Regions from separate parts of the Mus musculus genome. Here all the other regions are linked to region 1. Evidence: chromatin contacts called from public HiChIP or PLAC-seq and promoter capture Hi-C data. All regions are on one chromosome and are shown on one strand. The core of a region is the stretch at or near the end of the contact, and the rest is flanking DNA. Distances in the headings are between cores, read along the strand shown. Region 1 holds the start of Rcbtb1 (regulator of chromosome condensation (RCC1) and BTB (POZ) domain containing protein 1). Region 2 holds the start of Cenpj (centromere protein J). Region 3 holds the start of 2410022M11Rik (RIKEN cDNA 2410022M11 gene). Region 4 holds the start of Zmym2 (zinc finger, MYM-type 2). Region 5 holds the start of Kpna3 (karyopherin (importin) alpha 3). Region 6 holds the start of Gjb2 (gap junction protein, beta 2). Region 7 holds the start of Gjb6 (gap junction protein, beta 6).

Region 1 (3,532 bases), core at 748-3,247:
AACCTCATCAGTAATAACCAAAGACATAGAAGGAAGTAAGTTTTATATTTAGTCAGTTACACAGTCTTCACTTTAATTTAGTATATTTCTCTGTGATATAAGATTTAAAAATGTGTCACCAAAGCATGCCACTAGTCAAGTTGACAAGAAGTTTGTGCTCAGGGTTCATTATTGGGACTCTCTGTCCCCACAACTTTTTCTCGTGTATCAAAAAGTTATCCCAGCTAACAGTTGGACACATGAAGTGTTCATGTTCACAAACTACAGACTTTCCTAACATCTTCAGAGGTTTCAGAAAAGACCTTCTCAAATGAACTCCAGTACGTGAGTGTGATAAAGTCTATCTACTACTCCCAGAATACAACAGTAGCCTAGTTATTTGAACTGATATTCAGTATCTAAATTCTAGAATCAAGCAGATTTTGGTAGCTTCAGTGCCCAAACTTTTGCTAGTGGCTTTTTCTTACAATCTGAAATCTTACTGTGGAAACTCTGGAACTCCTCAAATTTCCAAAGTATATAGAACTCACACTCTAAAATATAAGATGTTTTCTCTAGGTGTAAAATTACAGATTATGTACATTCTTCTTTATATTTATTTATATTTTCTAAATTTTTCTTCACTCTTAGCTTGTAAATGTTTTGCTTGTTATCAAGACAGGATTTCTCTGTGTAGCTCTGATGGTCCTGGAACTCGATCTGTAGACTTCTTATAAACCGTATATTGTGGCCTAGATATACTTGAAAACTTGAAATTTTTCGTCTATATTGTGAGCCAAATTACATAGTAGATTAATTAACTGACATGTTAGGAAATCTATTCTAGTTAAAGTCCAGCAGTTTTTATCACATCTCTGGATACATATAAGGTAATGTACTGTCTTAAAATTTTTTAACTATAGATCCTAGTTAAGAAAGAAAATGTATTTCAATGTCTTGTCAGGCCTGTAAACGCATGAAGGCCCAACCTTTGTTTCATATGCTTCCTTTTAAGTACCAAATGCAGAAAGAGCAATTCAATTGCATGACTCTCGGATAAAGACCCCAGACTTCTCACTTTCTGGTACACACAGGCACTCAGTTTAAAACCTTAGAACACAAAATTTAAGCTACGAGCTTCATAGCTTTGGTTTCCTGTATATGTTCTGAGATTCGTAGAACTTAACACTTCGGATCATAAGACTTAAAAATCACAGAAGAAACACTTCAAAGATTAACGCATCACTTCCTCTTCAATAGGCACAAAGAGGGGGAAAGGAAAAAAAAAAAAAAAAACCCGCCCCGAAGTACTGGTATTCACACAATGGAGTAAAACCCAGGCCACAGAAGAAGAGAACCTAAATCCTGTTGTGATTTAAATTGAAGTCAAAATTTAAAAGACACTCTAAACTCCCGTAAGGGTCCCGTAAGCATCATCTCATGCCTGCCAGCATTTCTTGCTTTTGATGCTACGCCCGCTACAGCGCACGCCAGTCTCAGAAACTCCGATTGTTTTGCCCACCACGAGCTTTAATCCTCGTAGCAGTAACGGGGCAGAGGCGAGGGAGACTATGAATGTTTCTAAAAGCAAGCTGTATTGTCTTATAAAACTGCAACCCTCGGCTTCGGCGCTCTGCAGCAGTCAGCCTCCCACCGCTAACCTGCGTGCTCCGGGTTCCTCCCCCGCAGGGCGGACAGCGCAGCTCCTCAGAGGCAGGCCGCGGGCAACGCCACGTACTCGGCTCGCCGCACACCTGGGGGAAGCGCCCGCAAGACGGAATCCGCGGGTGCCCGGTGCGGGGTGCGCGTCGCCGGGGAGTCGCGAACGCGCCTGGTGCGCACGGCCCTCGGGAGGGCGCGGACTCAGCAGCCAGCGGCCGAACAAGGCCCTGTCCGGCTCGCCTGCTCGCTCGCCCGCACCGCCGCCCTGCAGCGCTCTACCTGTCAGGCCGCCCGGCCAGGCCCTGACTCCGCTGCGCCGCCGCCGCCTTAGCCGTAGCCGGCTCCTCCCCCCCAAAACCGGGAGCGAGCACAAGCGCCCGGGCCGCCGGTCACGTGGGCGGGTCGCGTCACGTGACACCGGAGCGCCCCGCGCAGCGCGCGCCCTCTGTCTGCTCAGGTTCCCGCTCGGGTTTGGTTGTAGACCGGGCTGCTGGCGCAGCGCAGGGGCGCCGTAGTGGCTCCCGCGAGGACCGGAAGGCGAAGGCGTCCCAGGATGGCAGCAGAGCGTGGCCTTCCTCCCGCTCCGCCCATCCCAGGCCGCTGGTCTTCAGGACACGTGTCTCTGCCCGGTCCGAGGAAGGCCAGGACGCCTAGGTCAGGAGGGCAGAGGCAAGGCTGCTGAAAGCTCTCTCTCTGCCCAGAACTTTTCTTGTGTTAAGCGGGTACAACTGAGGTCCGGAAGGGAGCGGCCGCTTTGTGCTTTGTGCTTTGTGCGTCTATCAGAAGAAGCTTATCAGTTGTAAAGTCCCCTACCGCCCTAGGCTCTCCCATTTGGCACTAGAGACCAAAGTCTACACTTGGCACCCCAACATTCAAGCTATCTTGTTTAGACTCACCTTTCCCTTTTCAGGTCCCAGCGGTAAATACAAATCCCCTTTGTTTTCTGTTTACCACTAAGCAGATGCGGTCCAAAAACCTTTCTGTCAGCACATAGTAACTACAACGTGCTTCCCCCCTATAGAGAATTCTTGTTTCTCTTGAGTACTTTCGGTGGATTACATTTTTAAATATATATATATATACCTTAAATTGCTGTAGGCCTCTCAGGGTTTGTTCATTCTTTTGCCTTGATCTCAAATGTTCAGAATCACCATTTCCTTTCTCAAAGAAAAAACAGGAGGAAGAGGTTAAAAACAGATTTTACTTAGAAATTATTGCAATATAGAAATTGAGCCCTATTTTATACCCTAATGTTTCTTTCTGTTGTACTAGTCCCTGGGTAAAATCTGTTTTTACCAGTTTAATGACTCTGGCTCTGGTTTTTTTTTTTTTTTTCCTAACATTTCCCAAAATATTCATCGGTCTCTCATCTTTCAAAATTGAGGTCAGACACCATCTATTCTTCTTGCAGACTTAACATCTTCAGTTGTTGTAAAAGTTCATTGAGACAGCCTCAGCTACAACTACTCCTCTAGTTATAATACTACATACTCAAAACAGAAAATTCACAATGCAGGTAAATGTATTACTCTGCATCTAAGAGATTAAGTATCTATTGTTACCTGATCTCACATATTATGAACTCTTCATAACAGGGCTATATGGTCTTACTACAATAACTGAGAACTGACTAGACTCTCACTATCAGCCAATGGAAGAGCAACACCAAAAATATGGAAATTTGGTAGACTTGAGGGAGGATAGAAATGGAAAATTATGGGAACATAGGGAAGAAAGGAGTCCCTTACCACAGAGTCTTTCTGAAGCGTTTTGCAGCTGCAAATAGAGTACAATTAATGTTTGTGCTGAAGGTTGCCTACAGAGAGACAGTATTCCTTTTTTATGGAAATATTTTCTAGTAAGAAGGTTAGAATACCAATGAACTATAAGG
Region 2 (3,532 bases), core at 647-3,146, 2.6 Mb after region 1:
TTAAAGATTTATTTATTATTATATGTAAGTACACTGTAGCTGTCTTCAGACACCCCAGAAGAGGGCATCAGATCTCATTACAGATGGTTGTTGCTGGTATTTGAACTCAGGACCTTCAGAAGGGCAGTCAGTGCTCTTAACCGCTGAGCCATCTCTCCAGCCCTTTATTAAAATCTTAATAGCTACTTTAAACTTGAATGTGGAGACATGCTTTGTGGCACATACTTTGGGAAGTGAAGGCAAGAAAACTAGGAGAGAGAGAGAGAGAAAGGGAGAGAGAGAGAGAGAGAGAGAGAGAGAGAGAGAGAGAAAGGATGAGTGTGATAAAATTTGTTTATTCAGACAACAAGCAATGTGGCATAACATACTATACCAAATAAAATGTAGGCAGAAATAGTAGAGAATATTGTGATTATTGTCAAAGACACACATTTTAAGAAAATGATTTTTGGGCATGGTTTCAGGCCAAAAGAAGACCATTTGAACCCTCATTCAGCATCTTAAGTTATTAATTTACTGACTAATCAGCTTAGGGCAGTGGATGGAACTCAGCCTCTGGTACAGCAGGCAAGGTCTTTGCTACCCACTGAGCTCCATTCTCTTGTCAACATTTTAGGTGTGTGATCTTGGTAGTTTTGAACTTTGGCTTTTTCATCTATGATGTAACCTAACAAAACAAAGCAAAACAAAAACTTTTCCCGTCTCCATGTTTGAGGTGTCTGTACAAAATTTTAATTATCTTTAATAATATTGATTTATTTGAACTAATTAGTATAAAGGGCAATTCTTCTTGATGACCTTTTTATATAGAATCTCATGTTAACATACTGGCCTCTAACTTACTCTATATTGGAGGGTGACCTTGAATTTCTGATTCACCTTCCCCACCTGAGAGACTGGTCACCAATTTTGGATTATACAGTGCTGAGGATAGAACATACTAGGCAAGCATTTGATCAACCGGAGAAGAGAAAATGGGATGGCCTAGTGGTTATGGGCATTTGCTGTTCTCTCTCCCAAGATTGGGTTCAGTTTCCAGCTCCTACATGGTAGCTCACAAACATCTGTAGCTCTAGTTCCATGGGATCATGGGATCAGATGGCCCCTATGACCTCTACAGGCACCAGACACACGTCAGGGCACATACTAACATGAAGGCAAAATATGCTTGCACATAAAGTAAAAATAAAATAGTAAAATTATATATTTAAAAAACAGATGTTAGTTTACAATATTGTTCAAACCTAGTCTAAAAACTGTGGTAGCTTGAAGTGTTGTAGCATCCTAGATTAAAGGGTCATGTCTGTATTTTGGAACCCCTCTGGTGGCAAAACAAATAAACAGTGAAATCTGCGCTCAACATTCCATATATAATTTTAATATCTGCACTTTCAATATTCCATATAATTTAAACACTGAATGCACACACTTTGTGCAGCCATCGACTAGCCACATAATAGATGATTATTTCCGGAGTAAATTTTTCCACGGTTATCTTCACTTATTCGTCCTACCAATGTCACTTTTTTGTTTTAAACAGGTCTTTATTAAATCAAACCCATTCAAAGAGAAAAGCGAAGACGACGAAACTCTCCCAAACCTGTCGTCTTTTAGATTCGGTTTGAATCTCTGTGTTCCTGGCACAATGGAGTACGCTCTCTGTTACCGCAGGGGTCAGATCTCAATCGGTTGACTTCAGAACAACAGCTGTTGACCAGTGCCCGCCGCAAAAGAGCGCGCATAGAGCATCCCCTAGCAACGTTTATGGCGGTGTTGCTGGGAGTTGTAGTTTGCATGTGTCCGAGGCGCCTGCGCGCAAGCTCACACGGACTGTAGGAACTACATTTCCCAGGAGTCACTGGACCAGAGTTGGGCGGGGCCGGTCCAGGAGGCGGGGCTCTGGCTGCAGCGATGGTTGTGGCGGCTCATTCGTAAATGCCGGGCCAGCTAAGTGGTGACTATCGCTGGTCGGAGCGGTCTGAACAGCTGTTTCTTCGAAGAACGGTAACTGATGGGCGGAAGGAGCGGAGAAGCCCGTCCGCCGCCCGGTTCCTGAGAGGCCAGCTTGGGCTTTGGGGCTGGCATGGCGCGGAGGGCTTGGCGCCCGCGGGCGGCGGTGGTTCCGGGGCTTAAGCCCGCTTTGTTCTTCCGAGCACCCGGGGGATCGGTCCTCAAGGGGGTCGGCCGGGGTGCGTGTTTCTGTTCCGGGCGACACGCTCGCCGGGCCGGGTGCAGTGGCGCCGCTTGCAGTCTTTCAGGAGGCCTTATCTCGGCTTCTCCAAAAGCTTTGTTGCTTTCAAGAAGAGTTGTGTTTCAGGGGAGGCGGACCTGTCAGCTGAAAGTTTTCAGGGTCTGAATTGTCTCCTCGTATCTTCCTCAATCAAGGTCTGAATTGTCTCCTCGTAACTTCCTCCTTCTCCAGTGCAGATAATTTATGTTTTGAACAGAAAGATGTCAAAGCTTTCAATTAGTCGATTTTTTTTTAAAGGCAGCTTTACGTACAATTAACTTACGGTAATGACTACAACTTCATAAGCAGGTGGTGTTGTACCTCAGATTTTAATATCTGAGTTTACATAACATACTGTCCTAGACAGTCTATTATTTGTAGTTTACCTAGGCCTTCGTATAAGTAATAAAAAACAAATTTAGGGGAAAATTTTTGGCGTTCTTTAGACAAGGGCTTGTTATGTAGCCCAAGCTAGCCTTCCACCTCAAACACTGTATTATAGGTGTGTATCATCAATACCCAACTGTGAATCAGTATTTCAATACTTAAAACTGGCAGTACGTATAGTTTTAGGACCACAGTAATGGACTTGTAGCAAAGGTATGGAAGTTTTAGTGCTTTTTAAAAAAAGGTGTGTGTGTGTGTGTGTGTGTGTGTGTGTGTGTGTGTGTGTGAAGACGATGTTAAGATGCTGCCCTAAACCATTATTACACTTTGCTCAGTCTAACAGGGAATTGTTGACGATTTTCACATTACAGAGTGACTTTCTTTGCAGCTTGTTTACTGTCTAAATTAAGATTTATTTAGTTTTAAGATTACCTTTTACAAATATTGTTGTGTACATGATATGTGTTGGATTTCATGCATGTTCTGCATGTGTGGAGGGCAGGGGACAACTTTGTAGAGTCAGTGTCTCCTTTCACCTTTATGTGGGTTCCGGGACCAGCTCTGATCGCCAGGCGTGTACAGTTTGCACTTTACCCACTGTGAGCCATCTCTCCAGCTCTGGGTTTTCTTGCTTTTGTTTTGTTTTAAAGACAGTCTCTCACTTTACACTCACACTGTCTTTGGGACTTGCTATGTATCCAGACCGGCCTCACCCCTGTGATGACCAGCTTCCTTCCTCAGTGCTGGCATTATGCTTGTGAGACCCCATGTTTGATTTAAACATTTTTTTTTTTTTTTTTACTAAGGATGTTGAAATTTAACCAAGGTTAACTGAAAACTCCCTTCCTTGCCTTTACAGGTAGGTTCCTAATGTAAAAACAATTAGGATTATCTTTCTTACAACAGATTACAAGG
Region 3 (3,532 bases), core at 501-3,000, 2.4 Mb after region 1:
GAGCATGCTTTTATCATACTTCAGAAGAGAAAAAAAGGGGATGTGCGTTTTAAATATTGAAAAAAAAAACTCCGGTTTCTGTAACTCTGAGATATGTATATGTGCTCATGAATGTATTTGTACATCTATGTGTGTAGGTAGGCCAGAAGAGCTTGTCCAAAAAAGGGCTTGGATCTCCTGGAACTGCAGTTGCTGGCAGTTGGAAACTGCTCCACGAAGGTACAAATCTGGTAGTCTTTAAGAGCAGGAAGCACTCATAACCTCTGAGCCATCTAATAGCCTTCCACTCAGCTGCCTGGTTTTTGTGGTTTTGTTTTGTTTTTTCTCTTTGAGGCAGTTAATGTATCCTGGGTCAGCTTTGAACTGATTCTGCTACTTCTGTGCCTTTAATACTGGCACTCCATTCCTGTGCTATGAGGTGTGGGATTTTGTTTTCAAATCATATCTAAGCCTAAACCAAGAAAGCAGTGGTGACATGCTTACAATCCCAATGCTCCAGAGGCAGAGGAAGAGAGAGGCAAAGGCAGAAGAAAGATCACAGAGTTCCAGGCCAGACTATGCTAGACATTGTCTTAAAAGAGAGACTCATATATATTTTTGCTCTTTTGGTTTTTCAACTCAGGGTTTTTCTGTGTAGCCCTGACTGTCCAGGAATCCACTTTGTAGACCAACCTGGCCTCGAACTCACAGATATCCAACTGCCTCTGCCTGCAAGTGTTGGAACTAAAAGCATGCGCCACCAAGTCCAGTTAAGAGTCATATATTTTCACATATTATGTAACAAGAACCTCAATCCAACCTAAAAGCATCAGTTGTAATCCCGCTAACAAACACCAGGGCGAGGTGCATTTCTTAGGTTACAGGGAGTCCTGGAAATCCGGCACCAAGTCTTCTGCCAAAGACATGGGTATAGACGAGGAACAAAAGACCCTCGTGCCGCCCTCCAGCGGCTCCGCTCCGAATGCGTCCGGTGGGACTCCCATTAGAGGGTCACTGCCCACGGAGCCAGGATGAAGCGAAGGGCACGCGATGGCCCGAGGCCCGGCAAACGTGGAGGACAGGCGCCGGGCAGGCCGGAGAGCGCGTGCTCGGCCAGGCACCGACGGCCAAGGCCAGACAGCCCAGGTCCCAGGGGCGCGAGCCCGCTAAGGGAGCCCGGGGCTCCATCTTGCCCGGCGGCAGTCTGGGGTCACCACTGTCCTGTGGCCCCGCCGCAATCTCGGCGCGCAAACTCTTGGCGGCCGAGGACAAGGCCTATGGTAGAGCGCGATCGGACTCGTTCCGGGCCAAGTTTCTCGTCCCCACGGGTTCGGTTCTGATGGGCCCCAAGTTCTCCCAACAGATCCCACAAAATGGAGGCCGACGTCTCCTCCCGCCGCAGCCATGGCGGAGGTGGGACACCCTTCCCACGGGCCAGGCAAGGTGGAAGCGCCTGCACGGCCGCCAGCGCACCAGTCCCCTTGCGGCCGCGGCCGGGCTCGCCCCCTCGGTCCGCCGCAGGCATTGCCGGGCTCGCCAGTCGCCGGGGTCTTGGGGGCCTGGACAGGGAGGACGCCGGGACATCGAGGCCGCGTCTCTCCTCGAGCAGAGTCGCAAAGGGCCGTGGCGACCGTCTGGAGGCCGAGACCCAGTGTCCCGATCCCGGGCCCACCGGAAGCCTCGACGAATATCGCCCGCCCCCAGGGCCGAAGCGCGAGCCGAACTGCGGGCAGCGCCACTCGGGCTCCTGACCCGGGCAGACCCCGCGAGTGGGGGCGGGGCGGGGGCACGGAGGGAGGGCGGAAGAGAGGGAGGGCCGGCCCAGCCCGGGGCTGGCGGCGGGGGGGGGGGGGGGGGGGGCCGGCAGGCCCGAGGGCGTGGCCCAGGTCTGACGGACAGCCGCCGTGACTACCTCACCGAGGAGGGTCCTGAAAGAAGGCCGACTGGGCCAATGGAGCCTGCCCGAGGCATTCCGTGCCGCCCACGCCATCAGCCAATGAGCGTGCGGAGGGCGGGGCCTCCCCGGGCCCCGCCGTGCCACCGCCTCCTCTGCCTCCTCCTCACCAGCGCTAAAGCCGGGACTGGACCGAGCGGAGTTGTGCGTGTCGCCGAAGGGGGGTGGGCCGGGGGAGGGGAGGTTCGTTCCGCGGAGCTGCAGCCAGAACCCGGTGAGGCTTCTCCCCGCCGTCTTTCCTGTCGAGGGCCGCGGAGAGTGGGGGTGGCTGGGAGCAGCGCAGCCTCGGGAGGAGGAGGCGGAGGCGGGGGCGACTGGGGAGGCGGAGATGGGTGAGGGCAGCGTCGGGAGCCTCCCACCGAGCCGGGCTTAACAGCCCGCGGCGGCCGGTGTCGCGGCTGCTGCGTCGGGGCCTGAGGGTGCGCTGGGGGCCGCGCTGATGTCCAGGGCGGCTTCGCGTGCGGCCGGAGGGGTGAGGGAGCGCGGGCGCGGCAGGGCTGGCTGGGTGAGGCGGCCGCGGGGCGGGGAGCGCGAGAGCCTCCGGGTGCGGGCGGCAGCGGCCGGAGGTCGAAGAGTGTTTTCCTTTCTGTGCTGCGAGCGGGCGGGCGGGTCGGGGAGGGGCCCTTTGGCCCTCCCGCCCGGGGGCCGCACTCCCACCCTGTCTGTTCAACCGACACCCCAAGTTTTCCGTGTTAAGGGGCGTCCTCTTACGTCCCGCGGCGTTTTCTCTCTCTCTCTTTTTTTTTTTTTTTGGGTCGGTCTGTCGCAGCTTTTAATCTTATTTGAGCCAGTTTCTAATGGCTGACCTGGTGCCTGTCGCGGGCTACTGAGGAGTTAGGCCCTAATCAAGTGCTTGCGGCAAATGGGACCCAATTGTTGAACCTCTCCCGGGTCGGATTTGTACTTGAGTGGTAACTACTTAGGAGAAATGTGAATCCCTTTCTAGATTCGAGGACGCGTTTACTCTTCGACTCAGCTGCGCGCTCTACTCATAATTCTGAAACTGGAAAGAACATATGAGCTTGGCCTGCTGTCGTTTAGTTGATCTATTGTTTATTTGGAGAAGGTTGGTAGAACAGCTTGGGAATAACTTCACCTTGACTTATTTATTTCCTTTGGCGTTCAGGGTTTGGTGCTACCTCGGAGCTGTTGATGTTCACTGTATGTATGTGTTTTGGGTGTTTGTTTGTAAATTTCTTTTTATACTAGGATCTTCAAGCTACTTTGGTGAAGGATTTGACAGGAATAAGGAAAACATCTCCATTGTGAGTCATTTTGCGTAGCTTTCCTGCTTAAACCACTAGGATAGACTTTTCTATTTTGTCGAAGTGAAGAGTTGCTGCCTGAGTGATTTCTGCTGAGAAAGCCAAGCCAGTGTGATCTGTAGTGTGTTAGTGGGTACTACTAACATGGCTGTCTTCTCAGATTCCTAAATAAGACTATGTTCTTAGTCATAAGATGCTGTGCACTTAACATTTTTGTGTTCCTTTCTAGGAGATTTCTTTAATTTCTTGTATTTTTAAACCACTAAGCAGTTATTTATTTTTGAAAAAGCTTGTTTGTTTGTTTGTTTAAAATGTTTTCACCATTGCTCTCTTC
Region 4 (3,532 bases), core at 608-3,107, 2.3 Mb after region 1:
AGAGAACTGGTCAACACCAGAGATGAAAGACTAAGTAGAGGACTGCACAGGTCTAAGCAGCATCTACTTGGTAAGATGAAAACAACAGATGCAAAGAACATGAAAGATCTAGAAACACGTCCACCTTCATGGTCAAATTCTGTCACTCAGACCAGGCATAAAAAGTTAAGCAGCTCTCCATAGTTGTCCATTACCAGAGGTCCATTAACCATGATGACAAGAAAAATGTCAAAAATGGTTGCATGCACTTCAAACCAAATAACATTAATTCCCACTCTGTAACTCTAGAGGGCACCAGAAATATGCCCTCCTTCCCAACACCCCTCCTCCCCACCGGTAACGTGAGCAGCTGCAGAAGCCCGTCGTCTGGTTGCTGAGGTTGGTATTGCAGCAGCAGAAGCGATGTCTGCAGCGGTGCAAACAGCAGCGCCCACTCCCAGCTGCCTCACCAGGCATCACTGGAGTTTCTCCCCGACAGCAGCTGCCACCCAAGAGAAGGCTCCTCCCCTTAAGAACAACCAGGAGGGCCAAATCCTATAGCTGAACCCCTATAATCCAACCACGTCCTCTGTTAATAAGCAAATTAGAAGAAAAGGACTCACAATGGTGTTTTCCTCACTTTCTGCCAAAGATGCACCAGATAGGGTTGAACGAAATTTCTGGTCCTGGGATAAAAGAGAAAAAAAAAAAGGGGGGGGGGAGAGAAATGGATGAACACCCAATCTGGTAGGAGCACCAAGCCGATTTCACCAGGAGGAGGCAGAGAAGGGACTAAGGGGTCAAGGAGGTTTGGCCCTTCTATTATTACCCCAAAGCCCACGCAAAACAGCCTACTACTTACTACCCAAGTGGAGTGAAATATTTTATTTGGAGCCAAAGCCCATGTGTAAGCCTCAATCTGCAGGGAAAGGGACCTGAGGGCACCAAGCCTGCTATGGGGTAGGGAGGGGGAAGGGCAAACATTGCCCCGACGCCAGCAAGGGACTTGCACTCCCTCGCAAGTATTACCACCACGGTTATTCCAGTCAAACTCAGCACCAATTTACAGGTAAAAACCAGTTTATGTCAACGATGGGCTGATATTGCCCATATTTGCCCCAAGCAGTTGCCCTGGGCCCGAGGTTTGCCCCCCCTGCAGTCCGAGACCGGCAGCGCTGCCTCCCCGTCCGCCATTAGAGACCCAGCCAAACAATACGTGAGGAGCAAGAGCCGCGCAGCACAGCGCCGGGGAGGAGACCAGCGACGAAGAGGACGCCGCAAGACTCAAAAGGCACCCCTTGCCATCGAAAACTTGGGGTCTCGGTTGGACAGACAGGGTGGGAGTGCAGCCCCCAGGCGGGAGGGCCAAAGGGCCCCTCCCCGGCCCGCCCGGCCGCCCGCAGCACAGAAAGGAAAACACCCCACGACCTCCGGCCGCTGCCGCCCGCACCTCGAGGCCCCCGCGCCCCCCGCCCCCGGCGACCGCCTCACCCAGCCAGCCCTGCCGCGCCCGCGCTCCCTCACCCCTCGGGCCGCACGCGAAGCCGCCCTGGACATCAGCGCGGCCCCCAGCGCACCCTCAGGCCCCGACGCAGCAGCCGCGACACCGGCCGCCGCGGGCTGTTAAGCCCGGCTCGGTGGGAGGCTCCCGACGCTGCCCTCACCCATCTCCGCCTCCCCAGTCGCCCCCGCCTCCGCCTCCTCCTCCCGAGGCTGCGCTGCTCCCAGCCACCCCCACTCTCCGCGGCCCTCGACAGGAAAGACGGCGGGGAGAAGCCTCACCGGGTTCTGGCTGCAGCTCCGCGGAACGAACCTCCCCTCCCCCGGCCCACCCCCCTTCGGCGACACGCACAACTCCGCTCGGTCCAGTCCCGGCTTTAGCGCTGGTGAGGAGGAGGCAGAGGAGGCGGTGGCACGGCGGGGCCCGGAGAGGCCCCGCCCTCCGCACGCTCATTGGCTGATGGCGTGGGCGGCACGGAATGCCTCGGGCAGGCTCCATTGGCCCAGTCGGCCTTCTTTCAGGACCCTCCTCGGTGAGGTAGTCACGGCGGCTGTCCGTCAGACCTGGGCCACGCCCTCGGGCCTACCGGCCCCCCCCCCCCCGCGGGCTGGGCCGGCCCTCCCTCCCTCCCTCTTTCCCTCCCTCCCTCCCTCCGTGCCCCCGCCCCGCCCCCACTCGCGGGGTCCGCCCGGGTCAGGAGCCCGAGTGGCGCTGCCCGCAGTTCGGCTCGCGCTTCGGCCCTGGGGGCGGGCGGTCTTCGTCGAGGCTTCCCGTGGGCCCGGGATCGGGACACTGGGTCTCGGCCTCCAGACGGTCGCCGCGGCCCTTTGCGACTCTGCTCGAGGAGAAACGCGGCCTCGATGTCCCGGTGTCCTCCCTGTCCAGGCCCCCAAGACCCGGGCGACTGGCGAGCCCGGCAGTGCCTGCGGCGGACCGAGGGGGCGAGCCCGGCTGCGGCCGCAAGGGGACTGGTGCGCTGGCGGCCGTGCAGGCGCTTCCACCTTGCCTGGCCCGTGGGAAGGGTGTCCCACCTCCGCCATGGCTGCGGCGGGAGGAGACGTCGGCCTCCATTTTGTGGGATCTGTTGGGAGAACTTGGGGCCCATCAGAACCGAACCCGTGGGGACGAGAAACTTGGCCCGGAACGAGTCCGATCGCGCTCTACCATAGGCCTTGTCCTCGGCCGCCAAGAGTTTGCGCGCCGAGATTGCGGCGGGGCCACACGACAGTGGTGACCCCAGACTGCCGCCGGGCAAGATGGAGCCCCGGGCTCCCTTAGCGGGCTCGCGCCCCTGGGACCTGGGCTGTCTGGCCTCGGCCGTCGGTGCCTGGCCGAGCACGCGCTCTCCGGCCTGCCCAGCGCCTGTCCTCCACGTTGGCGGGGCCTCGGGCCATCGCGTGCCCTTCGCTTCAGTCCTGGCTCCGTGGGCAGTGACCCTCTCATAGGAGTCCCACCGGGCGCATTCGGAGCGGAGCCGCTGGAGGGCGGCACGAGGGTCTTTTGTTCCTCGTCTACACCCACGTCTTTGGCAGAAGACTTGGTGCTGGATTTCCAGGACTCCCTGTAACCTAAGAAATGCACCTCGCCCTGGTGGTTGTTAGCGGGATTACAACTGATGTTGGTTACTTCCTCAACCAAATGGATGGATTCAATTAGATCTCTGAATTTCCGAATTGACAATACCGCCTATTAATGAGTCATATGGCGTTACATTGTAAAGCTCTCCAAGATGATAATGAACATGAAATTTTTAATGAAGTGAATTATTGATTAAGGTCTCAGGCTAATATGTAGACTGCAGTGGATACCATTTACAAAGGACAACCTGGTAGAAACAATCATTTTCAATTTTAAAAAAAAGTGCTTTCACCCTCATTTAAATTCCATACATACATTGCTCTTCTTTACCATTTGAAGACAAAAAAACTACAATAGGGCTGGTGAGATGGCTCAGTGGGTAAGAGCACCTGACTGCTCTTCCGAAGGTCCGGAGTTCAAATCCCAGCAACCACATGGTGGCTCACAACCATCTGTAACAAGATCTGATGCCCT
Region 5 (3,532 bases), core at 726-3,225, 2.2 Mb before region 1:
GAGCAACAGCGAACATTTTTCTTTTAGTCAAGCAAGGCAATTAAGAGTGGCAAACAAAAAGTTCCACCACTGAACACTGAGCCATTATCCTTATGCCAAGTGACAGGTGAGGTTTTTTATGTACTTTTTTGTTTTGTTTTGTCTCCTTCAAATGAGTGGTCAGACCAGAATCACTGAGGGCTTGAAGTCCAGTGAAAAATGTGGACGAATTTTATTTTAAGAATGAAAGAAAAAGAAAGGAAAAGGGGGTGTGGTGTGGTGGGGTTGAAGTGGGTAAGGAGTACAATTAAAATAGTTAAAACAAACAAACAAACAAACAAAAAATAAAATAAAATACGGAGACTAAAATGCAGGTTTATGTTTTTTTTTTTTTGTTTTCGTTTTTTTTTTTCCCCGAGAAAACACTTCTGGCATTAGTAGACCATACTCCAGTAGGGCAAACATGGTCTAAATCCTTTTCTGTACTTATCAATTGACCATAACCAGCCACTCACAAAACACATTTGGGTGATAGCTTGGTCTTTCAGCTGCCAGCTCTTGACTTTCAGGTTCCTCTTCTTCTGAAGATTGTCTTAACTGAGTTCTTTATGGTATATTTCTACCAAACTCTGACCTGGCTTATTTTGATCGTATGTAGCATAACACTTCACATAAGCTTATATTGGCAGAAGATTCTTGTGGTGGTTTGAATAGGAATGGCCTCCTAGCCTCATGTGTTTGATTGCTTGGCCCATAGGGAGTGGCAGTATTAGGAGGAAATATGACACTATGGGGTGGGCATTGGGTCTCCTATGCTCAAGCTAGGTCCCTCCTGGGGCACAGTCCCTTTCTGCTGCCTGCGGACCAAGATGTAGAACTCGCAGCTCCTTCTCTAGCACTGTCTGCCTGCATACCTCCAAGCTTCCTGCCATGATGATAATAGACTGAACCTCTGAACTGTAAACCAGCTCCAATGAAATGTTTTCCTTTATAAGAGTTGCCATGATCATGGTGTCTCTTTACAGCAATAGAAACCCTAATTAAGACAATTCTGAAATGTAATAGTCTCAGATAATAATCAAATAAAGTCCACCTGCTGTAAAAACAAAAGCAAAACAAAAAACAAAACAACCAACCAACCCAAATCAACCAAAACCTGTTATTGTTCCAATGAGAAGCTAAAGGGAGATGGCAGTCTGGAGTCTGCAGCCCTAGGGTCTGATTAACTGCCTGAAGGTTACATTGTGTGTTAAGGTGGACTAAGGCATGGGGTCATAGAAAGGTAGGGCTGCCAAAGTGAAGGCTGCACAAGGATGCTTGGAGAAATCAGGGGATACTAGAACACATTTTCTTTTTTAATGAGAATTTACTAGTTACTGTTTTGATCTGACAGATTTTTGAGACCAACAATGTCTCTGTTCTCATTGAGTTTAATAGAGGTGCAAGAAGCAAGCATAAACACACACATCACACTCACATGTATTTGTGGAGTGGAAACAAGCGTGCTATTTATAAAACCGAAGCAGAGCAAAAGAACAGGGTTTGAGGGTGGCTGCTATTTGAGGAGACCCTAAAGAAGCCAAAAGCGCAAAGCACGCGTGGCCGTTCTTTTTCTAATTTTCCAAGCTGTAGGGAGCAAGGTGCGCCCCCGAAGCTCCGCCTCTCTCTCCCGATAGGCCGCAAGGTGCCATCTCCAGAGTTTCCCCGCCCACCACCCCGCCCAGAGGTGGGGCTTCGAGCCCGCGCTCAGAGAGCGCCGAGCCGAAAGCGCGCGCACAGCCCTCCCGGCATGCTTCTCGTCCTCTCACGGCGTGGCTCAGACCCGCGCCTGGCATGCTGGGAACTGTAGTTTCCGCCCTCCGCCCCGCTTCAGCGGTGGCGGTAAAAGCGACTAGGTCGGGCTCCATTTCTAGCACATGACTAGCGGCTGTGGGGAGGCCCTACGAAGGGGTGAGGGCAGGGTCACCGCGACAGCCGGCAGGCCAGCGCCCTGGCCTTCTCCGGCGCGCGCCTCTCCTCAGCGCCGCCCCCGCGCCGCGGCCACCTCGCGCTCCAGGCGTCACGGAGCGCGCGCTCCTCCCCCTTCGTCCCCTCCCGCTCGACTCGCCGCCGCCGCCGCAGGAGCAGACGCCTCCGGAGCCGCGCGCAGCCATGGCCGAGAACCCCGGCTTGGAGAACCACCGCATCAAGAGCTTCAAGAACAAGGGCCGCGATGTGGAGGCGAGTGTGCTCCGGGGCCGGCCGGGCCGGGCGGCTGGGAGGGGAGGGGCGGGGGCCGCGGCCGCTGGCTCTCGCCGGCTGGCGGTCAGTCGGAGTTGGCCGCCGCCTCGGGGCGCCGCGGCCCGGGCAGCAGCCGCCCTCTGAGCGACTAGCGCGGCACCTGGGACCACTGAGCGCTCGGCCCCGCTGCGCGGGCGCGGCCTGGCGTCGGAGGGGAAGGGATGTGGAGCCGAGGCGGGGTCCGCGGGCCGCGCGGGAGGACGGACCGGGATGCTGCCGGCCCGCGTGCCACCCGCACCGCCGGGGCCGGGCCGCGCCGCCGCTCGTGTCCGCAGCCGGTGCAGCCTCCCGCGCTGCCGCACATGGAGCCTCGGTCCCCGCGCTTACCTTGTGCGAGCCGGGCCCAGGCGGGCGGTGGCAGCCCTCAGAGGGGGGTGGGGACCAGCCGGGTAACTGACTTGTTTGAGGGTGGTGGATGGGGGAGGGTAGGATGCGCCAAGACCATTTTCTTATATTCCAGTGCGGTCCTTTGGACCAGTCTTCCCGAGCTGTTGCAGCTCATACCCCTGTGACTGCTGGCATTTAGAGCGAGCTAAAGGTGGACAATAGTTTACCATCTATTGTGTTGAAGCTTTGGGAAGGAGGTTGTGCAGACCTCTGATCTTGGGTTTTTTTTTTTGTTTGTTTGTTGTGTTTTGTTTTTTGTTTTTTTAAAGCTCGTCTTGGAGTCGAAGTGTGAATAATAGGAAAATAATTTCTTTCACCTGTTTTGCAGAAATAAATTGGATACATAAGATTCCTACGTCCTTGTATATACCACATGCCACCAAGCTAGTAGATTTTCCAAGTGGTTGCAAAACTGTAAACATTCATTGTGGTCACTCAGTTTGCTGCTACTCAGCATGTTGCCATTGTCTCATTAAGGTGACATTAGCAGCTACTATTTGCAAACTCTGCTTATTGAGGTAGCGCTAGAGGTCTCACTGCTCCTACTAAAACCAATGAAGTGTAATAGCACAAACTTCACTGGGACCCAACCTCTGGATTTGATGGGGGAAATAGTTTTAAGCCCATCCCCTTTTCTCTATTCTAATAGTAGGGAATATGATTTGTATAGTCCAATAGTTTTTGGTAAGAGGCTAGTTAGTAAATACAGGGTTTGGTTTGGCTAAGAAGCAGAGGAAGCTGGGCCATTTTTCAGGGCTACACAGTTAAGTGTGAATTGGAAAAAACCTGGGGGAATATCTGTGGAATTCCCACTTGAGTGAGACTATAGGCCTTCCATCTCTGTCCTGATCACGTGTAAGTTTCTTTTTGAAAATTACTTCCAAAC
Region 6 (3,532 bases), core at 767-3,266, 2.1 Mb after region 1:
CCTCTCCCCCTCTGGAGAATACACATACACAAATAAATTTAGCATTTCTTACCCTAGAGGAGCCTCTGGTCTAGTTGGTGAGAAAACAAGAAACAAGGAGGGATGGCTGGAACAGAGGAGGAGATGAGCTAGCGATACATCCTAATATTCCCAGCACCTGTGACCATCAGCCAACACACAGCCATTAGGCGAATCTGTAGAAGCAAGTTAGGGAGCTAGACGCTGAAGCTGTAATCATAACGTGGGCACTAACCCTCAGGAGAAATTGTTCAATGGAGAAAGTGAAGCAGTTCTGATCTCCAACCTATCTTTTACTGGCCAGCTTCCTACAATGATTCTAGAAGCTTCTGTCATCCTCACTGAACAGGGGCTCCAATTGACTGGAAACTGTACGACCCATGAGAAGCTAAAGGTGCCAACATCCTTCCACCCCTGCCTGCTGCCACTACCTCATCTCCTCTTTGATTCATCTTTAGATGTGCTCAGGCCAAGGGAGTTGTACCACCCCATCTTGCTTGGCCAGTTATTCCACACAAGCTGATTCAGCACATCTCTCTCTCTCTGAAGGGCTGGACACAGATCCGAGGCTCTCTTCCTTAGAGACACTCCCTCTTAGACTAAGACTTACAGTTAGAAAGGAGGTGGGGGTAGTAGCAAGCGAGCGTGCAACCTTCCTCTGCCCAAGCAAGAGCAGTCAGGTCTGCCCGCGGCAATGTGCCAGCTTTACAGGGAAAGCATGTACCTTCAGCCATGGTCCTTTCATTGAAAGCCAATCCTTCGACCAGACGGGCCTTGTCAGAATGAATCAGTCTCTTCACTGCGTGTAAAGCTAATCTGAAGGAACTTTGTGGGGATGTGCCGTTTTCATTCCAAACCTGGCAGCTGTAGGACTCGGGTTGCAAGTAGTAAGGTGAAGCTAGCTGGCCTAGGTATCCCAAAGCGTAGCTAGCTCTTGTGAATGTCCACCGTAACTCCTCTCAAAACTATCCAGACAGCCAAGCAATGTGGAACACCGAGCCCTCAAAACCCACGAACAGCTTGGCGGAGAGAGGTAGATGCAGGCTGCCCAGGTCTTCCCAGCATCCTGGACTCCAAGAGGGATGGGCTTGCCTAACCTCTTCTGCTCCCCCCCCCCTTCCGCATCCCCTGCACCGGCAGAATCTGGGTGCCCCTTCCTTGCAATGCTTTCAGTTGTGGAAAAGAGGACACAGAGAGCGGGGGCACAGGCAGAGAACCCTCCAGAGACTGTGACAAGTCCACTTCCAGGCCAGCCCTGGAGACGCACCTCTACATCTTCTTCTGTCCTAGCCACTGGCACCCTGTTCAAAGTGATCGAATTAAATCGGGAATTCAAAGAAATAGAAGCCAGAATTTGGCCAGCCCTGGCGGCGCCCTCTGTTAGTCTGCCTTGAACCCGAATTCTAGATGCCTCAGCTCACTGCACTACGGGAGAGGAGTCTCCTGTGCGCTACTGGAAGCTGCAGGCCAACACAAAACTGTACCGTCCGTTTATCTAACACGCACACACACACACACACACACACACACACACACACACAAGTATATATAATATTACTACAGCGAAGCTTCGAATATAACAGCACACTTTCCACTAGTGAGAGTAGTAAGAGCAACATCAACTCTCTTTCAACATCACCCAATCCCCCAAAAGCGAGTAGCTGGGACTTGGAGCTTTGCGACCTGCGTCCTGGGTGAAGACACAGGTCTACCAGCTCTGTTCAGGCTGCGCTCGGGACAGGACACTGGAAGAGCCTTGAGCTCAAAGAGAGCTGGGGGTGGGGTGGGGCGGAGTGGGGTGGGGAGTGACCTAGGCTCCAGGAGAGCTCGCGACTCGGCGGGCCCTGACGGCTCTGGGTGCCCGGAGAGCCCCGCCCGTGGCGCTGGGGGTGGCGGGCTACTGGGAGCCGCCTCCTCCGCAACTTTCTCAATCGCTCCAGGGTGAGAGAGGCGGGGTGAGGGCTTTGGTTAAAAGGCGCCGCGGCCAACAGGTGTCCAGGATCGCAGCGCGCGGCGCGCTCCGCTCTCCCAACTCGCAGCCAGTCGGCGGCGCTCCAGTCCACTGAGCGCAGCCTCCACCGGGACCCGCGGCGACCAGCACAGGATCAGCCGGCGACCCATTTCGGACCAACCCAGGAGCGGCCCCGGGACCCGCTTCAGACCTGCTCCTTACCGGGGACAGCGCCTCGCCGCTTCCCGCCACCCAACGCTGCACGCTCCTCCGGACACAGGTGCGACCGCCAATCCGCGCCACCGAGTCACACTGGTGTAACCCGCCCCCGACCGCAACGCCCCACGGTGGCTGGGGCGCGAGACTCAGCCAGTAGGGACGCGTGAGGTGCGAGGAGGGGTGCGGGCCGCCACGGTCCTGGGAAACCGAGGCCGGAACGCGCTGCGCGGTCCCTACGGGCCACCGCCACCCGTGCATAGGGACCCGAGCTGTGAACGCGTTTCTTCGGCTGCAGGCGTCTGGCCCGGCTCGGGGTTGGAGCCGGCTGCTCTCACCGCCGCGCACAGCCTGAGCCGGGAGGTCCCGCACAGCGCGGGGTGGGGAGGGACGCGGGGGCCAGGCTGTTCCGCGCACGACTGCGACGTGTCGCCAGTATTCCTTCGCTAGAATTTTCCCGAGGCCTCCTGGCTGCGTTGTCTGCCGCCATTGAAAAGTTTTTAGCTAACCGAAAGCTGAGCAGGAAAACTCAGTTTCATTTGTTAAGCAGGAAGCCTCCGTGGGAAGACACTGACCTTTACCACCTAAAGCACTGGGGTGACGTGGGCGACCGCCCAAAACGCGCGGCCGTAGCCGCTCCCGCGAGCTGGGGAACCCCAACCTGCACTCGGGTGGAGATTTTGATTGCTTTTTTTTTTTTTCTTTCCTTAAATGCTTTTTAAGGATTTGCGTCCAGGCGGGACGTTACAGCTGGAAGGGAAGGCACAGGTTCACAGATGGCGTGCTGCTGAGAAACTTGTCCCTTAGGACAATTGCATCAGCCCCTTGGTGCTGCCTCAATGGAAGGGAAGGGAGCGTAGGCCTAAATGGGACCCATTGCTCAGGTCCACGGGATTGTCCTGAGAAGCCTGGCTCAGTCATGGCTACACTTACCCCGGAGTCCTTTGGGAACTATGGGCAAAGCCAGTGAATTATGAGAAGGGTGGAGGGTGCGGTGGGGTCAGCATCTAGAGGCAGTCCACCAGCTCCCCGAAGTATCCTTTAAGGCAAATAAGGGTCATATGCAGTATATACTATAAACATGGAGAAGCTCCCTTCTACTCAGGAGCGAATGATTCACCGGTTCAAGGCAATCTCCAGGTGTCCCATGCCAGGTAGGGACCTGCGTGTGACCTAGTCCTAAGGCCAGCCTGGAAATCACCTCCTACACCACAGTTGAATATTGACGATTTCACCTGCTGGCTTAGTACTCCTAACCCCTTTGTGAGGTCAAATTTTAACCTCTCCTTCCACTTAGAAAGGCCATTTAAGACAAGCAGCTGCAATCAGATATGCCGGGACCCACAG
Region 7 (3,532 bases), core at 261-2,760, 2.1 Mb after region 1:
CTGACTTCAGTTTCCAGATCAGTAAGCTCACCAAGTCTCCATTAATTGCTGCAATAAACCTGCCTGACAAGAAGAGAAGAACACTGACCACTAAAGGTGCCTAGAAGTATGTGAAAAGATCAAAGGCCTCTGCACTGGCACAGAGGATGTGAGCAAGAAGGACGTGATTTTCTGTGTCAAGTGTGCTCCTCTTTGGACACCTGTGTGATAAGGCAATCCTCCGGGCTCTTTCTTCTGACTTCTGTCCTGTGTGGTCCTGGGGCATCTTCCACCTGCTTGCCCTGGTACTGCTGTACAAGGAGCCAGAACCGGGGTAATATTTATTCTATAGGAAGAAGCAAGAGTTGTCCTTCGGGATTATCTGCTGTGCTGGTTCAGCTCTGTTAAGCAATGCACAGATCCTTGTGGATCCATGCCTACTATGTGCAAAGTGACCATTACTGTAGGAATGAAGAAAGCAAGAACTTAAAACTTAAAAATATATTGATGATCCCCAAAGAAGTTTACAATCTGCTCAGGGGGAAAATGACCACACGTGAGCCTGACTGGATCATGTGTGCTTTCAGGTGAGGTGGAGAAGGAACTAAGAACGTGTTGTAGTCAGACTGTGGGAGGCAGGGAGGGACACCAGGGTAGCCTACAGCGGCCTTGTTTTTGTCTCCATCCCTGGGTTCAAGGTCATTCTAGAGACCATCTGTATGCTCCAAATTTTCATGATTCGGGTCCAATTCCGAGAACTCTGGTTCAAGTATTTTATTAAGGTGGGTTTTTATAAAGCGTTGACTCAACCTCCATGACCTGGGAGAGACATTTTAGGAAGCACTATTACTCTCGTTTTGTGAGAGAACGTGAACCAACAGGTAGAATGTAGCTAAAGTGAGAATATGACCCAACAGGTAAGAACATACCTGCCAGCCAATTTTGTAAAATAACCAAGTTACACATGTTACAAGTCTTGTCTGAAGTAGCACAGGGCAGGCCCTGTAAAACTAGGTCCTTACATGGCTTCCAACATTTCCAGCCCAGGACCCCCTGTACCACCCTCTATGCTTGCCTTGACCTTACCCTGCCCTTGATGTGACAGCAGACACAGTGGGATCTCTCAAGATGGAAGTCCACTCCCCTTCCCTGGACAATGCAGGAAGGGATTCAGATGACTAATAAAAACAAACCTTTGAGACTCCTAAGTGGTCATTAAGGAATAAAGAACCTCCAGGCTGCTCTAGAGGAGAGGGTGCCCAAAGGGTCTAGAAAGGATGAAAACAAACCAGTTGTCTTCCTACCAGGATGACCAACAGGAGAGACTCACTACTAGCTGGGTCCACAAGCCTGTTCCCCGTACTCTGGATAGCCCTCACTTCATTAAGGGCCCTCCAGTGTCCAGCCCCAGCAAGGCCCCAGCGGGCAACTTTTCCCTGTCCTTGATGGGATCTGGCTGAGCTTGCCCATCGCGGTCCACGCTCCACCCACATCCACAAGAAGGGACAAGCCTTCTGTCCCCAACCCAAGGGAAGACCAGCCTACACCTGGAGTCTCTCCTAGGGGACACTCGCAGTGGTCCCTGGCTTCAGAAGAAGGATCCCAACGAGTGCCCTAATATAGTACCACTAAGACCTGGCCCTAACAGGGAAGGTCCCCTGCCCCTTGCTCCACAGAAGGGGACCCGCCCCGCTCCTCTGTCCCGGAGAGAGGGCGGTGCGCACCACAGAAGGCGCGTCGAGTGCCCGCGCTCCTCTCCCGCAGCCCTCCCGTGCGGCGTCAGGCAGAGGCGGGGTGGGGGCGCGGTTAAAAGAAGCCACAGGTGGAAACCGGGGCTCCACCCGCACTGTCCCCGATTCCATTCCCGCTGTGAACCGCCGGCGCCTGATCCAACCTACGCTCAGGGTAGGAGCTCTGAGTGCCGCTGCGAGCCTGGAGCCGGCTCCCACCGAGCAGGTAAGCGCGAGTGGGAGCATTTCCTCCGAGAAACCCGGGCAGGTAAAGGAAGTGGTCTGTTCCCTTTCTCGCCAGATTTGTGGGACGAGGGGGTGGCAAGTATCTCCAGGCGGCCCGGCGGTTACAGACAGTCTTGACCATGCGGGGGGTGGGGGGGGGGGAGGCGGGGGTTTGCCAGCATCCTTATCTGCCTCCCATCGGCATCCCGCCTTTGCGAGCCCACCGGGAACTGGAACCGCGGCAGGGTGGTTGTCACCCGCGCCGCCCCCTCCCTCGTGCCCTGCAGTAGGAACTGGGATGGACTAGTTTGACTTCTGCATGCACCATGCCCCTCTGACTTGCACGACAGGTTTTATAAACACACCAGGCTGTTTAAAGTGACTAGAGTCCGGATTAAGTCCCTTTTCTCATTTCCTTTGCTGGTTTGGGGCTGTCATCGATTTGGGGAGCGGGCAGAAAAGCACAGCAAGGAATGATGTTTATGGTCAGTCAAACCCTGCGACTTGGAGAGAAATGCCCATTCAGGCTGCATGATTAAGACTCTGGAACTTATGAAACGAAGATGACAGTATAGTGCACAATAGTAATTAAAAGTAATTGGTGACATGTCGAATTAAAAAGTTCAGACGCGGATAATACTTCCTGAATGAGCCTAGTTCCAGGTGTTAGCAGCCTGGGTTTTGCAAACTTGGGCTCCCTTCTATTCCTGGGGACCAGGCCTCCGGTCTCAGAGAATGTGGCCTTCATACAGCTATGGACACTGGAAAGTCCGTGGACCTGCAGCCGCGGTAAGGGACACCAACCAGGAGACTTTAGTCCGTTCGAGCCTGATTAAGTTTAACGCTGCAGTCTTGTTTTCTTTCAAGTAGATGCTATGTTTTCTTTGCCCCAGTTCTAACAGAATCCAAGCAGTGTTCTAGAAGAAAAACGTCCTGTCCTGATGCAGTTTCCTTAGAACTGCAGGATGCTGCTCAGAACGGCCCCTGTGGAGAGCTTTGTCAGCTCTTTGGATTCAGCAGAGTCTTTTGGGGGGGGGGGGGGTGCTGTCTGAACTCTGCCAAGAAAGGGGGGAGGTGATGGAAAAAGCCTGCTGTCACATAACTGGGGGTGCGAAGGGTTCCTGTTCACCTCACAGGGGGACTTGAGACCCACAAGACTGATCCACCAACCCAGGTCACACTGGTGGCTGTTATTGAAAGGTAAATTCCCATGGTGACTTTGTTCTCTATTTCTGTTTTCTCTCTTGGCGTGTGAGATACGGAGAAGAGTTGGGTAGGGTCTTTCAACGATTTTATCAATAGAAAGAAAGCTCAGACTTGTACATCCTCAGTCTGAAAATTCCAGAGTCTAGGTTTGTGTGCATTGGTTAGGTGGGATACAATCATGGGAAGATTGTTTGTAACTGAAGTTTCTTGGTCCCGGGGGCCATAATCTTACACTGTCCTAGGCAGGATTTTCAGGAGCTGTTGCTTGATCTGGGAGGGTGGAACTGGGCCCCAGGAGCCTCCCCTGCCTCTTTCAGAGTTATTTAATTGTAATTGAACCTAAAGGAAGTGTTTGGAGAGGAGAGAGCCTTGCTTGGAACAGGCAGCTGCTA

The links. Promoter capture Hi-C pulls out the DNA fragments that hold promoters and counts their contacts. HiChIP or PLAC-seq counts read pairs in DNA pulled down with a chosen protein or histone mark.
Region 2: a promoter capture Hi-C map of pre-B cells shows a contact between it and region 1, with 3 times the contacts expected there. The contact joins the promoter of Cenpj here to the promoter of Rcbtb1 in region 1. A contact is called at or near these places in 5 of 39 promoter capture datasets (the 3T3-L1 cell line, cranial neural crest, hippocampal neurons and 2 more), 2 of 484 Hi-C or Micro-C datasets (muscle stem cells and rod photoreceptor) and 1 of 9 other capture datasets (adipose tissue).
Region 3: a contact with region 1 is called in a promoter capture Hi-C map of pre-B cells, with 6 times the contacts expected there. The contact joins the promoter of 2410022M11Rik here to the promoter of Rcbtb1 in region 1. A contact is called at or near these places in 3 of 39 promoter capture datasets (hippocampal neurons, liver and pre-B cells) and 1 of 115 datasets of contacts at active chromatin or transcription factors (astrocytes).
Region 4: a contact with region 1 is called in a promoter capture Hi-C map of liver, with 4 times the contacts expected there. The contact joins the promoter of Zmym2 here to the promoter of Rcbtb1 in region 1. A contact is called at or near these places in 2 of 39 promoter capture datasets (liver and pre-B cells).
Region 5: a promoter capture Hi-C map of pre-B cells shows a contact between it and region 1, with 2.8 times the contacts expected there. The contact joins the promoter of Kpna3 here to the promoter of Rcbtb1 in region 1. A contact is called at or near these places in 3 of 39 promoter capture datasets (erythroid cells, liver and pre-B cells) and 1 of 484 Hi-C or Micro-C datasets (CD4 T cells).
Region 6: a contact with region 1 is called in a promoter capture Hi-C map of hippocampal neurons, with 4 times the contacts expected there. The contact joins the promoter of Gjb2 here to the promoter of Rcbtb1 in region 1. A contact is called at or near these places in 5 of 39 promoter capture datasets (cranial neural crest, hippocampal neurons, liver and 1 more) and 1 of 115 datasets of contacts at active chromatin or transcription factors (astrocytes).
Region 7: an H3K4me3 HiChIP or PLAC-seq map of embryonic forebrain shows a contact between it and region 1, with 6 times the contacts expected there. The contact joins the promoter of Gjb6 here to the promoter of Rcbtb1 in region 1. A contact is called at or near these places in 2 of 39 promoter capture datasets (the C10 cell line and hippocampal neurons) and 1 of 115 datasets of contacts at active chromatin or transcription factors (embryonic forebrain).

The regions. Positions count from the first base shown.
Region 1 is chr14:59,199,693-59,203,224 of GRCm38.p6, reverse strand. It overlaps Rcbtb1 (regulator of chromosome condensation (RCC1) and BTB (POZ) domain containing protein 1), which reads right to left and starts at 1,997. Exons shown (of 12, transcript NM_027764.2): 1 at 1,641-1,997.
Region 2 is chr14:56,570,210-56,573,741 of GRCm38.p6, reverse strand. It overlaps Cenpj (centromere protein J), which reads left to right and starts at 1,896. Exons shown (of 17, transcript NM_001014996.2): 1 at 1,896-2,004.
Region 3 is chr14:56,810,207-56,813,738 of GRCm38.p6, reverse strand. 2410022M11Rik (RIKEN cDNA 2410022M11 gene) reads right to left here and starts at 1,750. Exons shown (of 1, transcript NR_152252.1): 1 at 1-1,750. It overlaps Zmym5 (zinc finger, MYM-type 5), which reads left to right and starts at 2,275. Exons shown (of 8, transcript NM_001253753.1): 1 at 2,275-2,405; 2 at 2,880-2,999.
Region 4 is chr14:56,884,928-56,888,459 of GRCm38.p6, reverse strand. It overlaps Zmym2 (zinc finger, MYM-type 2), which reads right to left and starts at 1,857. Exons shown (of 25, transcript NM_029498.4): 1 at 1,762-1,857; 2 at 603-665.
Region 5 is chr14:61,438,390-61,441,921 of GRCm38.p6, reverse strand. Kpna3 (karyopherin (importin) alpha 3) reads left to right here and starts at 1,975. Exons shown (of 17, transcript NM_008466.5): 1 at 1,975-2,199. The coding sequence starts at 2,131.
Region 6 is chr14:57,103,186-57,106,717 of GRCm38.p6, reverse strand. Gjb2 (gap junction protein, beta 2) reads left to right here and starts at 2,016. Exons shown (of 2, transcript NM_008125.3): 1 at 2,016-2,249. Gm32912 (a long non-coding RNA gene) reads right to left here and starts at 2,053. Exons shown (of 5, transcript XR_383459.4): 1 at 53-2,053.
Region 7 is chr14:57,131,589-57,135,120 of GRCm38.p6, reverse strand. Gjb6 (gap junction protein, beta 6) reads left to right here and starts at 1,510. Exons shown (of 3, transcript NM_001010937.2): 1 at 1,510-1,935.